Regions from separate parts of the Danio rerio genome. Here region 1 is linked to region 2. A link is a contact called in public HiChIP or PLAC-seq data. All regions are on one chromosome and are shown on one strand. The core of a region is the stretch at or near the end of the contact, and the rest is flanking DNA. Distances in the headings are between cores, read along the strand shown.

The links. HiChIP or PLAC-seq counts read pairs in DNA pulled down with a chosen protein or histone mark.
Region 1: an H3K4me3 HiChIP or PLAC-seq map of gastrula embryo shows a contact between it and region 2, with 2.4 times the contacts expected there. The contact joins the promoter of ash1l here to the promoter of ciarta in region 2. A contact is called at or near these places in 2 of 4 datasets of contacts at active chromatin or transcription factors (embryo and gastrula embryo).

The regions. Positions count from the first base shown.
Region 1 is chr19:10,091,645-10,094,537 of GRCz12tu, forward strand. It overlaps ash1l (ash1 (absent, small, or homeotic)-like (Drosophila)), which reads left to right and starts at 1,565. Exons shown (of 27, transcript NM_001346407.1): 1 at 1,565-1,693; 2 at 2,569-2,650. LOC141379011 (a long non-coding RNA gene) reads right to left here and starts at 1,799. Exons shown (of 3, transcript XR_012394904.1): 1 at 255-1,799.
Region 2 is chr19:9,998,761-10,001,846 of GRCz12tu, forward strand. It overlaps ciarta (circadian associated repressor of transcription a), which reads right to left and starts at 1,619. Exons shown (of 6, transcript NM_001327898.1): 1 at 1,391-1,619.

The DNA of each region.
Region 1 (2,893 bases), core at 315-2,814, 93 kb after region 2:
TTATTTAAATAATAAAAGTGGAGTTTAGATCAACTTTCCATTACATTTCCTCATATATCCAAGTGTTTAGGCAAAGCTTGGAATAATTAGTAAAGCAAACCTTGGTATAAATGCTTATTTACATGTGAATAAATGACCAATTGTTATGGGGAGTGGGATTGCTCCACTGAAGAGCATTTGATGGTCAGAAAATCTGATGAGAAGATTGAGTCATAATAAAGTGAAAGGGATAAACTGATTTTGTGAATGCTTACTTGTATCTTCGAAATGTCGTTTTGGAGGTCACACTCTTATAGATAACCTTAAGATACAAACCCCTTCAAAATGATTTCAGGGGAACTTTAAACTGAAAGATTAATCCAAAACACAGATTCGATAAAAAAACAAAAAACAAAAACAACACATAGTTAATTTGATGATAAACAGTGGGCAGTTCAGATCAACACTCCATTACATTTTCTCATATATGCAAGTGTTCAGTCAAACCCTTGGTATGAATGCTTAATTCCATGTGAATAGATGACCAATTCCAGCTGTGTCTAGTGGGGGGCGGGATGCTTCGTATCCTGAGGAGCATTTGAGATGATGAGAAGATGTGTGTGTGGTGATGTCAAAAAAACAGTGAAATGCTCACATCTTCCAAATGTAAAGTTTGACTTCCTTTTGGAGCTCACAATCTTATAGATTACCGAAAATAAACAATTAAATTTTTTTTAGGGGGATTTAAAGTAAATGATTAACTTAAAACACACATTTGAGAAGCACTGCTAATTAGATATTAAACGTTAAGGAGTTTAGATCAACTTTCCATGAAAATTCTTCATAAATCCAAGTGTTTAGACAAACCTTGGTATAATTGTTATAGCAAACCTTGGTATAAATGCTTAATTACATGCGAATAAATGACCAATTGTTTCGGGGAGTGGGAATGCTTCACTGAAGGGCATTTGATGGTCAGATAATCTGATGAGAAGATGAAGTGCATCGTGATGTCATAAAAAAGTGAAAGTGATAAACTGCAATTTTAAAATCTGACTTTTCTATCTTCCAAATGTGATTTTTGACTCCTTTTTGGAGCTCACAATCTTACAGATAATCTGAAACAAAAACTTAAAATGATTTCAGGGGGCTTTAAAGTGAATCATTAATTTAAAACATATTCAGCTCCTCTCCTAATGATTCTGCTCACTCACACGGTTACACAACCCGCCTCACGGCTACGATTCCCACGGGAGTCTCGATATTTCACTGTGGGTAAACACTGCCACGAGCGTGCGACAACACGAGCCCCCTTTTGAGGAGTCATAGCCTACATTTTCTTTTAACGAACCAACATTTTTCAGAATTAGGTAACGTTACAGAGTGTGTGCTCGTTCGTTGTATATTTATATCATGGACCATAATAAAAAACATTACTCCCTAGATTTAGTCAAAAGTGTGTAAGTGAATTTCTAGGAGAAAGTGCCTAACAGCCGTCGAGTCGACAACTGCCCTCTCCTCCCTCCCTCCTGGCCGTCCACTCCTCCTCCTCCTCCCGCTCCGCCTGTGAGAATGCCCGTGCTGTACTGACAGAAACGATACGGGCTAAGCAGACATGGAGGCCCGATTGACGAGAGAGGCCCGTTCCGACGAGCCAGAGCTTCACTAACTCGGACCCGGAGAGAATTTCGGGCGACATATCGGATTATCACGGGTAACGAGCGACGCACACGAGACAGGGGAGAGGTGGAAGAATTTGAGGGAGAGATCCATTTCGGGTCCCTCTGTTGATTCAACGCAGCAGCCGCCATTTTGTTGACAGTTCGTGTTTTTAATAACCCGTGCAGGGCTCATCCCGGAGAGCGTTAGATTTTTGCATTCCGCTTCTTTTGGTCCTTCCGAGGATATTTATGCTCATTTTTTGTTATTTTTTACTGAAGGCCTGATGGAGAAGGGGACGGTTTACTCATTCCCTTCGCACCAGCAGCGGTTGCTTCGTTACATTACTCGTATGGACAAATCGCGGGGGTTTTGCTAGCAATGCCAGCAAATGTGTCTTGACAGGACAGCTCAGTCGTTTCGTTAAGAGTGTGGGGTTGATAGTAGTGATTAGCGGGTGTGAATTCACTCGTATAGAGGGTTGTAAACAACACATAGACGTGAATTGGATGGCCGTTGACGTTGTGTACGTGTGGTTACAGCCTCGATGTTGAGCAAAACCAACTTACCTTGCTCCAGACATGTGTCTTTCAAAATTGCAATGGCAGCAAGGTATTTTGACGTCCCGCTGTAGTAACCCTTTCACTTGCTATTATTGTTTCACACAGACTGGGTTTGGACATATTTAGTAGTGTCCTGAGGTTGAGCTCAATATATATGCTCTTCGCTAACGAGCTATGCTAGCTAACGTTATATTAGGATCATAAACCGTGACCAGTGCGCCTCACGTAGATAAATATCGTTACTTGCGGGGTGACTGGATCAACAGACTAACGTTAGGCTAATGTTTTGTTATGTCATACATTGGTTGGAATGTTCTTACGAGAAACGTGACGCCTTTTTCCCTCTTGCTTTTTTTGGGTACATCAGCAATTTCAAGATAAATATCCGAGCGACCATGCTGGGAGGATTTTGACCGCAAATTATGTGAACGCCGTTCTAGCTCGCTAAGGTAAGTTCTTCATACTTTATTCTGCATTTAGACTTCAAATGTGCTATAAATGCTCTGTAATCTAGATGTTTGTGTATTCTTTGAGTACATTTGTTCGAACTAGAAAGGGAAAACGCAGTATTTTGATGCATGACATGCGCGTAACGCTTTGTTTGTTTGTTATTGCTAAACGTAATGCGGCTTGGAAAGTGTTACGGTGTTCATTCATTCAGAAGTTATGATCAGCGAGCCTTAAGTGTTCAT
Region 2 (3,086 bases), core at 369-2,868:
CAGCGCTTATCATTGTTATCGACATAAATTTTAATCGCGATTTGATATATCGCTTATAAACCCAGCCCTAGTGTCACGTGATCCTTCTGAAATCATTCTAATATGTTTTATCCTAACTACTTGGTGTGTGTGTGTGTGTGTGTTTTAATTACCAGTATATTATGTAAGACTAAAATCTTCTGTAACATTATAACAGTCTGTACTGTAATATTATGTGCCTCCCTGAAGGAAAAAGTGGTCAAAAATGTTAAACCCTTGTAATTACTGTGTACATACACACATGTATATGTTAACATGAAACGCAGAAAGCTGAGCTTCTGGCCTGACTGGACTTGCAGAAAAACACGTATTGTTGAAGTAAAAAAAATGTAAAGAAACATCCAGTTTCTTTCAGTCAAGGAAACAAGAGAGGTTTAAGCACTTAACAAACAATTGGCAATGGAAAGCGTGCTTAAAACAGACGAAGGAACGCGGGATGCTTTCCAAAACCAAAAAAGAGAGATCACGGAGATACCATAATTACTCCGATTTGAAGCACGCCATGTTCCTATCACTAGGTGAAAAGCCACAACACCACATTTGGGCTGCGTCTCAAAAAACGTGGAGCTATACAACCTAAAGGGCTTTTGAGAAGCACATGAATATAAAATGAACATGGGCTATATAACGCCTACAGTGCTGTTTAGATGGACGTCTATAAATACGGAGTAGGGTTTCATAATATACACGCTGAAAAAAAAACACACTCAACGGCATGTGCCTCATAAAAATAAACAGCTAGGCGGTGCCATTAAGACACATTAACTTCCACCAGATGGACAGCTTGGTGGTTATTTTAATATGAAATATCATTTTAAAAATTACATTATTGATAAGTGTGTTATATACGTATTAAACATTTACACAGCTTTATTATTTTCATAACACACTCTATTCGTTTGTGTTTATTGACTAACTCTTGCACTAACGTTATATATGGGTGTGTCGTTTATCCATACATCTGATCACGTTTAATTAATAAACTGTAATAAATGTTACACATATACACATAAATATAATAACTCAAATATATATATACTGTAAAGTATTTTTAGAAATCGCACACGTGCATAAACAACAGCGATGCGAAAATGAAATATGCGTTTACTAGTATCAACATAAAGAAGGGAAAGTAACTTAAATTATGAAATATTAATTTTAATCGAGATTATTAAATTGCAATATTACAATAATAATGAACATGGCTATCAAAACAAACGGATTATTCATCTTAGTATGGCGTAAACACGCAAAGCAAGGTCGATGATAACATTTGGAGGATATCTGGGTGTATAACAGATTAATTTGTTATATTTTTACAAGATAAAAAAAACCGCAGGCATTCCCTTACCTTGATGCTGTGTCGTTTCTGGGTCGGTACCACAACAACCTCGTGCCCGGTTCCACTCACACGTCCTGCAGCGTTGCTCGTCCGCCTAAAAGTGGTTATATGAAGTTTATTGCTTACGAGGATTGTCTTGATCGCACGCACTATTGTCCTGAGTGAATTTTTGGACTTCTCTCCTCTTCCTTTCACCACTCACGTCACTTTACAGCGAGGGACGACATGTGAACAGCTACACGTGCTGAACAAAAGCCAACGCAGGCCGCGCTCCCATTGGCTGACAGATCAAAGGCGACTCGCTGATTGGACCGCATAGCAACCAATCCGCGTGCAAATGCGACGTGACTGGTCGATTATATCTGTTTGCACACCCCCCTCCCCGCACGTGGCACTCGTGTGTAAAGGCAGATACTACGCATTGAGTCACATTTTACAGATGGTGCTCATTGTTCCACGTTAGGAAGAGAGTGTACACGGGACAGTTTTTTGGGGGGGAGCATAACACGTTTACTCTCAATGCTGCTTTCAATTTGAGATGACATTACAGATATTTTAGTAATTATCTATCTATATGTTTTAAATGGTACTTTATTGAAGATATGTATTCAATACAAGTTGATAGAAAGCAAAGCAGTGTTTACAGTAAACCTACAACAGTTAAATGCCTTGTTTAAGTATAAATGAAATTAAAGCTAACCATATGATTTGGCTAGCCCACATTGCTAATTTTGGGGTGAACAACATATCTGCGCATGTCATTAGGAAACAAAATAGTTTGCCCTTGTAATCTAAAATGAAAATCTGAAATGCACTTCCTGTTTATTTTCAGTTAAATCGTCAGATTACGTCTGTCTGAGGTATTGGGCGTGGCCAACATACTTAACCACGCCCCTTTATCTCTCAGTTTTGACAACAAACAGAAAGGGTGAGAAAAAGGAGTCTGTTATGTTGTAATAGCTCTCCCAAAACCATTTCCTTCATGTTTATGAATGAATTGCCTACTTCACTATATCCAATCAGCTCAAAGGAGAAAAAAAAACAAGCCACTCCCACTGTTTACTCATTTAAAATTCAGTTTCTCTAGGAACTGCGTCCCAATACGAAAAAAACAGTCGCAGCTTCCGGTTCATGCGGGTTTCATCACAACAGAGCTTCTTAAAACCTCTTTAGTTGTTCTAAATTTACTGTAAACAACATATTCATGGTGGTTGTTGCTTTTTTTAACGTTGAATGATTGGCTGATGAGCGTTCTAAGATGTGTGATCGTTTTTTTAGACAGGCTAAACCAATAGTATCTGGATGGAGCCTTTATATTGCAAGCTGAGATTGCATCACTCAGCAATGTCAGACACAATGCACTCAATGGAGTGAGTGATGTCGTAGGGTTAGGGGCGGGGTTAGGTAAGCGCATTAAAAATCTTTGGATGCAGCTCAGATTGCACTGCACCAGGTCTGCATCCAGACCCCTCTCGGCTAAACACACACCTTATGTAGTTGGAGCAAGTTTATAACCGCATTGCAGTTTCATATCACTACACCCTGTGATTTCAGTTACTTCACATCCTTTACAGCTGACAAAAATCACACCAAAACAAAAGAGAAGCTTTGTGTAAGAGTAGGCTCACACACATTAGTGGTTTGATGGGAATCTGACAAATGCCTTGAAATAAAGCATCTGATTATAAAGTATGTATAGCTTTAC